Linked DNA regions of Mus musculus: region 1 is linked to region 2. A link is a contact called in public HiChIP or PLAC-seq data. All regions are on one chromosome and are shown on one strand. Each heading gives the region's core, a stretch centred on a gene start, on an enhancer-like site or on the middle of the called end of the contact. The rest is flanking DNA. Distances are from core to core; before and after follow the strand shown.

Region 1 (4,026 bases), core at 157-2,656, 140 kb before region 2:
ATAGCAAGTGCAAATGTGTAGAACATTGGCAGACATTTTGGCCACCACTTATGTCTAAAGTGTAATAAAATGGTATGCCGGTTTGGGGTCATGTAGACTTAGCAGGGTGTCTCACTTTAAGTTATAGATATTTTTCCTTCCTTCCTTCTCGTTATTAAATGTGAAAGGTTACCTAGTACTCCTGTTATCCCTGAATTATTTTTAATATAATAGAACGTGTTTAAATGCATTTGCTTTGGGTAGTTTGGCTCATTCGGGAGCTTTTTCACCTTTTTGAATAGGAGGCGCCTTTTGTAATAGAAACCTAAGGGCACATCACCTATATATTTTAAACAGTAGCAATAGAAAATCAAATGTAAGTCAGTCAACTAGAAATCCGAAGACTGAGGCTGGAGAGACGGGCAGTGGCTAAGAGCACTTGCCGCTATTGCAGCGGGCCCAGGCTCAGTTCCCAGCGCCCATGTGGTGTCTCCCAAGCACCCAGAGCTGCAGTTTCTGAGGTTTCCATGCCGCCTTCTGGCCTCCACATACGGTGCACACTCATGCATGCAGGCCCACTCAGACCTGAGTAAAAATAAAATAAAGAGAAATCCAAAAAAGCATTCAAAGATGAACATTTTTTACATCCTCAGATGTGCCTGCGTCTGAAAGTGGCTGTGAGGTCTCAGAATACAGTGTGGAAATGACGGAACCCGAGAATGTCGCCTCAGAGGTGTACCATGGGCCTGAGCTGGAGTGCACGGTTGGCAACCTGCTGCCTGGAACTGTGTACCGCTTCAGAGTGCGAGCTCTGAATGACGGAGGGGTGAGTATGAGCACACAATTAGAGCACAAGGTGCCTTTGTTAGCCTCCTGCAACCTCTCAGTTGTATGTGACAACTGTTAAAGTATATGTAACAACATCCTTATTTGAGAATCGATGTCGTCGTGGTTTCCTGTAGGCCCCACACTACCAAGTTTCTGTCTCTCATTCTTTCCGTGTGTGTGTGTGTGTGTGTGTGTGTGTGTGTGTGTGTGTGTATACTTTTGATAATTCATGAAAGAATTTCCCGCTCTCATTCATTTCATCACCTGTAAGAATTAGGGCTTCAGATCAGTCCTAGTAAAAGTTGTCCAAGGGAACTGGGCAGAGGGAGTTGGGGAAACACTTGCCATAAACTGAGTTAGAGCTTAAAACCTACATCATTAAAAGCTGGAGTGGGGAACCCCCTTGGAACCTCAGCACTGTGAAGGCAGAGACAGGAGGACCCCTGGGCTTACTGGACCGACTAAGTGAGGTCCAGCCTCGTCTCGGAAAAAGAGGTGGGCAGGGGCTGAGAACCAGATTATCGCCCGCTCTGCACGCGTGCATGGACCTATACACACAAGAATACTCGCACACAACCTAGTAGTATCAGAGCGTGCTGTCTATACCTTGGGTTGCTTTGTTCTAGACAAGTAGGGTGGGGCCCGAGGAGGAAGCCGCTTACTTTTCTCTAATCTGATTCCTGTGAAAACTCCATAGCTCTCTGGACCTTTCTTCTGCTGTCTTGTTCATCTGGTGTCTGTGGGGGGGTGGGGGGGGGCAGAAGCTGAGAGGCAGTATGTATATTATGTGACCCACAGAGGAATTGTTCTTTTTTTTTTTTGAAGTAGCAGAGTGATACGGATTCATGGGATATGCAGGGGTTGGGAATGAGGGAGAGGTGGCCCACAACGTGTCTGCCCAGAGATGGGCAGAAGCGTAGAACAAGCTAATGCCAAAGTCGCCCAGAGCCTCAGTGTGTATACATGAGTTCCATGAAAATTGTACATTTCACTAATTGGTGAAATTTACTTTTAAAAGAAGGAAAAACGCCAATTGACCAAACAAAGAAAAAGCATGTCTGTCATGTTGGAGACATGGCAGTCTGACAGTCTGTTACAGCAGTGTTGGGTAGCTGGAGATGGTGGGCATCCTTGTGTATTCCAGCAGTCAGGAGACTGACACAGGAGCATCTTAGGTACAAGACTGACCTAGGCTACATGGGAAGACCTTATCTCAAAGTAGTGGTGGAGGGTCGGGTGCCAGCCACCAGAACAAATACCCAGAATGTAATAACCAGTAGTCCCGAGAGACCCTTATACACTTGAAATGAAACTACTCTGCATGGCTTTCTTCATTTCCCTGACTGAATGATCTTTACTCCTGATGGGAAAGGGAAAATGGGCCAACTTTTTAATCTTTTTGAATTAAAAAATACAGACATATATAATAGATGTTTACCTCTCAGGGAAAGAACAGTGGCTTATCTATATCCTTCTTAAAGTAAAACCCATCAGATAATACTTTTATTCTGCTGCACTAATGACACTCTTGACTTTACCTTTAATTATAAGTTTGGATGTGCACACGGGCCTGCAGAGACCGTTCTGACATGTGAACACGTTCTTCTCTTTCAGTACGGTCCCTACTCTGATGTGTCAGAAATCACCACTGCCGCAGGGCCCCCTGGGCAGTGCAGAGCACCGCGTGTCTCCTTCACGCCTGACGGATGCGTCCTGGTGGGCTGGGAGGTGAGTATGGTAAATGCCGCCTGTCGTTTATGTTTCCTCTACCTTTGTCCCCAAAGCCAAGCCAAGGATGTAAGGATGCCACCAAGCCAAAGCGTGCGTGTGTGTGTGTGTGTGTGTGCGTGTGTGTGTGTGTGTGTGTGTGTGTGTGTGCATGCATGGCGGGAGTGAGTGAGTAGGAGTGTGCCTGCGTGTGCATGTGACTTTTTGACCTTATACAAGGAAATCTCCCTTTGACGATCGATTGCATCATTTCCAGTTGTGGAAGTGGTCAGAGTTGAGAGGAGGCTGAGTGTCGCCCTCCCTCCTTTCCTTTGTGGGTATTGGTTTATCCTGGGGTCTGGTGCTCTCATCTCGGTGTAATGACTAACTACAAACGTCTGCCCTGCAGAGCCCTGCGAGCCCTGGTGCCGACATCTCCGAATACAGGTTGGAGTGGGGAGAAGATGAACAGTCCTTAGAACTCGTTTATCATGGTCCAGACACCTGCTTTGAGATGCGAGATCTGTTGCCTGCTGCACAGTATTGCTGCAGACTACAGGTAGGTGAGCACCCGACTCTACTCCCAGTGACAGATATTCACTGGAAGGTATTTCAGGAAAACAGCTGAAGGCTATAGAGGAGGGATCACAAGGGAAAGTCCTCTGAAGGGCCGGGCACATGGCTCCCTCAGAGCAGTGCCTACCACACAAGCATGAAGACACGAGTTCAGACCCCCAGCAGACTCCTAACAGTTGGGTGCTGTAGTACTTGTCGGTGGCTCCAACACTGGGGTTGGGGGGTGGTAGATACAGGTGGGTTCCAGAGAGCTTGTTGGGCAACCAGTAGCCAAACTGCTGAGCTCCACTGTCAATGAAAGACTTTGTCTCCGGAAGTAAGGTGGAAAACAGAGGAAATACACCTGATGTTGACCTGGGTCCTACACATACGCACACACATGTGTGCACACACACAGCGGGCACATCTGCACACATACGTAACTCCTTGCACACACTAGGTGTTTCACAGATGATTTTATCTCTTCTAGGAGGTCATAACATGTTAGAGAAAGCCCAGGATCTTCTCTGCTTGTCTTCTCAGTAGCACGATGATCCACACTGTTCTCAGAGCACTGGACAAGCGACTAGACCCAAGGGGCGGGGCTCCCACTTCCCAGGACAGATGCGTTCCGATCCCACTTCTGTGAAAGCAACCTGGAACTGGCACACAGACAGGAAACTGATATACCGCTGTTGAGCACACGCTGACTCTGCTTCCTGTCTCCACTTACACAGTCCAGGATCCCGCTCCTGGGATAGTGCCACCCCTACACATAAATCTATTGTCCCCACAGTCAGGCCCCAAGGCCACGTTCCTAGTGAGGTCGGGTCTTTCAAGTTGATCGTTTACTGTATCAAGACCATTCCGGGCTGCTTACCTTTAAGCTTCTGTCTGGGAGCACACACTGTACCATCAGGAGCACTGGTTCATAGTCTGACCCTAAGATTATTAGTT
Region 2 (3,770 bases), core at 981-3,480:
ATCCCCAAGGTCTAAATAACTTTAAATGTCCCACAGTCTTTACATATTCTTAAAATTTCAATCTCTTTAAAATATCCATCTCTTTTAAAAATCCAAAGTCTTTTTAAATTAAAAGTCTCTTAACTGTGGGCATCACTAAAACAGTTTCTTCCTTCAAGAGGGAAAATATCAGGGCACAGTCACAATCAAAAGCAAAAATCAATCTCCAACCGTCCAATGTCTGGGATCCAACTCACGATCTTCTGGGCTCCTCCAAGGGCTTGGGTCACTTCTCCAGCCATGCCCTTTGTAGCACACGCGTCATCCTCTAGGCTCCAGATGCCTCTACTCCACTGCTGCTGCTGCTCTTGGTGGTCATCTCATGGTACTGGCATCTCCAAAACACTGCATGACCCCTTCAGTCCTGGGCCATCAATTGCAACTGAGGCTGCACTTTCACCAATGGCCTTCCATGGCCTCTCACAGTGCCAAGCCTCAGCTGCTCTGCTCAACTCCTTCATGCCTTCAAAACCAATACCACCTGGGTGACCCTTACATATTACCAAGTCCCGCTGCAGCAGGAGTGCAACCTTGGCTATCTCTGGAACACAGCCTCTTTGTGCTTTCAGAAAACACTTCCCAGAAGATGTCACCTCAATGATGCTGGTCTCTTCTTAATCACCGCTAATTTCTTAGCTCCAGCTAACCAGCATCAATAGTCCCAGTAATGCAAAGTTTTTGCTTTAGTAGTTCTGGTATCTTGTTAATCACAGCTGATTCTTCAGCCCCAGCTAACCAGAACTACAGAATCTTCACAATCAAAACAGCAATGGCCCTGAAAAGAGTCTTTAATTTTCCCTCTGAAATTTCACAAACCAGACCTCCATCTTCTACAGTGTTCTCAACATTATCTTCCAAGCTCCTGCACAACCTCCAACAGAGCTCTTAACAATGGATGGATCTTCAAGCCCAAAGTTCCAAAGTCCTTCCACAATCCTCCCCAAAACATGGTCAGGTTGTCACAGGAATACCCCACTATGCTGGTACCAATTTGTCTTAGTCAGGGTTTGTATTCCTGCACAAACATCATGACCAAGAAGCAAGTTGGGGAGGAAAGGGTTTATTCGGCTTACATTTCCATACTGCTGTTGATCACCAAAGAATGCAGGACTGGAACTCAAGCAGGTCAGAAAGCAGGAGCTGATGCAGAGGCCATGGAGGGATGTTCTTTACTGGCTTGCTCAGCCTGCTCTCTTATAGAACCCAAGACAACCAGCCCAGAGATGGTCCCACCCACAAGGGGCCTTGCCCCCTTGATCACTAATTGAGAAAATGCCTTACAGTTGGATCTCATGGAGGCATTTCCTCAACTGAAGCTCCTTTCTCTGTGATAACTCCAGCTGTGTCAAGTTGACACAAAACTAGCCAATACAGTGAGAGTTCAGAAAAACTACATGGAGAGTTAGGGAGAAAAACAGCTGACATCTATCTCTAGGCTCCACAGCACCATGTGCTGTCCTCCCTCTTCCTCTCTCCCTCTGTCTCTCTCTCTCTTCCTCTCTCTCCTTCTCTGTCCCTCTCTACCTCCTTCTTCCTCTTTTCCTCCCTCTCTCCCTCTTCTTCTCTTCTTCCTCTCTCCCTGTCTTCCTCTCTCTTCCCCTCTCTCTCTATCTCTCTATCTCTCTTACACACACACACACACACACACACACACACACACGGAACTCTAGAGTACTTCACACAAAGCATTTGTGCCAAGTGACACCACTAACTGCACCCTGCACAGACACTTTTGAAATGATAGCAAACTTTCTTGGAGGTGCCGGTATATCCATTTGTAGTTTTCATAGCCTGTTCTGTTACTACAACTGCTTGGAAGTCTGCCAACTTGCAGTTTTATAAAGCCCTCTCTTTATTAGCAGTTAAGAGTCTGCACTTGGGAAAGGCATATTTTAATCTACAGCTAAGCTTTCAAAGAAGAGCAAGCTAAGCGGCAAAGCCAAGAGAGGCTGCTGCTGAGAGCACACGGCCACTCACCTGCTTCATCTCGTTGGTGAAGTACATGTAAGTCACAGCCACAGACACAGCCTGCAGGAGCACCTGCAGGAGCACTATGCAAATCACCATCATCCTGAAGTGCTGACTGAAGCTGAGGTCCTTCAGGGCCCCTGAGGAAGGCATACTGCTGTCCAGGTCTGACTTCCCAATGCAGACTTGCAGCCCAGCAGCAGTGCCTGAGAAGGTCACAGTTAGAAGGCGGAGTGCCCATGCAGTTTCTTTTTACTGTTGAGACCAAAAGTGAAACTAAGCAAGTCAGGAAGGTGACGAGGACGTAGTGCACAGAAACCCTCCAGCTAGGAGAGCTCGCCCTGATGGTGCTGGAAAGCCTAGATCCAGCGCTCTGAGATCTAACCCATCTATGAACTGCTGGAGCACCTGAAGGAGCTGCAGGATCTCCTGGACAAAGGACAAAGGACAAAGGACAAAGGACAAAGGGACCGGGAGGGGTCTCAGTGAGGATCCAAAATTTAAGGCGTCACAGGAGCCAGAGACTGCTGAAGGCAACAATGACTCATTGCTATAGACATTTGCAAGTGAAGATGTGTGGACAGAGGGATAAACTGTGGGACACACTAGGACACCACAGCTTCCATGGTGGGATGTTTTCTATGCTCTGTTTTGGTTTATTTAGTTTGTTTTGTGTGTTTTTATCTGGGGGGAGTTTCAAGGGCAGACGGTGATTATGAGGGGACAGGGAGATGAATGGGACCGGGGTGCATGATGTGAAACACACACACACAAAGTTTGTTTGTTTGTTTGTTTGTTTGTTTTTTAAAACTGTTTTAAAAAACAGAAATCCCAGCTGTTCAATTTTACCAATGAAAACTCAGGAGCCAGATGCTGAGATGATAACTTCCTAGCTCTGAGAGGCAGAGAAAGCACCCAGCTGACCTTCCTACTCCATCCCAGAAGGAAAGAATCCTTTCTTCTCCACGCTGTCTTAAACACTCGAAGACCCCCTTTCTGTTCACTATGTTCACTCCCTGTCAGATGGTTACTGGCTCTGCCTCTTGACCTAGGGTTGACTTTGTTAAAAGGGCTTTGCTAGGGCTGAGCCACACCACCACGAGTTTACAGCAGACAGACAGAAAGCTCTAGGGTCAAAGGCTGGGACGTATCACAGTTAGAAACAGTTCACAATCTCAGGTTCACAGTGTGATCAGATGGCCTGCAGCAACCACCTCCAGCTTCTGGCCCAATGTTTGTGACTCTGAGGCCTCTGCAGGTTCTAGCAACAGTGTTGCTATTTCTAATGGTGCCAGTTCCCAAGGGCCATAGGACATCTTTCTGGCTGGTATCTCATGGTGGGGAACAAAACGGAATCCATTTCAACTCAAATTCTCTCAGGTCTGCAGCTGCTTCCCACCTCCCAGAAGGATTCCTTTGGAGCCTGCTTAACTACAAAGCCAAGGCTCCCTCACAGCACGGGAGGCTGTCACCTGCTAAAAGGTCTTTAGAAGTAGTACTCTACTGTGGTGCTGTAACTAAGTTACCATCTTCCTGAGACAGTCTCTCACTGAAGCTGAAGCTCACACAGGGATCTTCCTGTCTCCACCTCCGGGCACTGATTGGGATCGCAGCCACAGACCACCAGGCCCACCTGTGAGTGCTGGTAATCCAAGCTAAGGTCCTCGTGCTCACACAGAGAACACTTTACCGTCTCCCCAGCCCCAACCATTGCCTCGTTTTACTGACGTGGGAGTTTAAAATGGCGTTTCCATTTTGCTTTT

Evidence for each region. HiChIP or PLAC-seq counts read pairs in DNA pulled down with a chosen protein or histone mark.
Region 1: a BATF HiChIP or PLAC-seq map of CD8 T cells shows a contact between it and region 2, with 8 read pairs. The contact joins the enhancer-like site here to the promoter of Tnfsf10 in region 2. A contact is called at or near these places in 4 of 39 promoter capture datasets (the C10 cell line, embryonic stem cells, pre-B cells and 1 more), 1 of 15 datasets of contacts at CTCF or cohesin (CD8 T cells), 2 of 484 Hi-C or Micro-C datasets (Th1 cells and regulatory T cells), 2 of 115 datasets of contacts at active chromatin or transcription factors (CD8 T cells and memory CD8 T cells) and 1 of 9 other capture datasets (liver).

What each region holds. Positions count from the first base shown.
Region 1 is chr3:27,455,496-27,459,521 of GRCm38.p6, reverse strand. Fndc3b (fibronectin type III domain containing 3B) reads left to right here. Exons shown (of 26, transcript NM_173182.3): 19 at 633-805; 20 at 2,422-2,535; 21 at 2,924-3,073. Among named protein-coding and RNA genes, the nearest start is that of Gm32738, 25 kb to the left of the region's middle. Within about 2 kb of position 1,406, at least 18 of the 459 cell types and tissues checked have an H3K27ac peak or open chromatin away from gene starts, as enhancers often do. A contact at or near this core is called in CD8 T cells, Th1 cells, memory CD8 T cells and 1 more, where this site is marked.
Region 2 is chr3:27,315,537-27,319,306 of GRCm38.p6, reverse strand. It overlaps Tnfsf10 (tumor necrosis factor (ligand) superfamily, member 10), which reads right to left and starts at 2,230. Exons shown (of 5, transcript NM_009425.2): 1 at 2,017-2,230. The coding sequence starts at 2,160.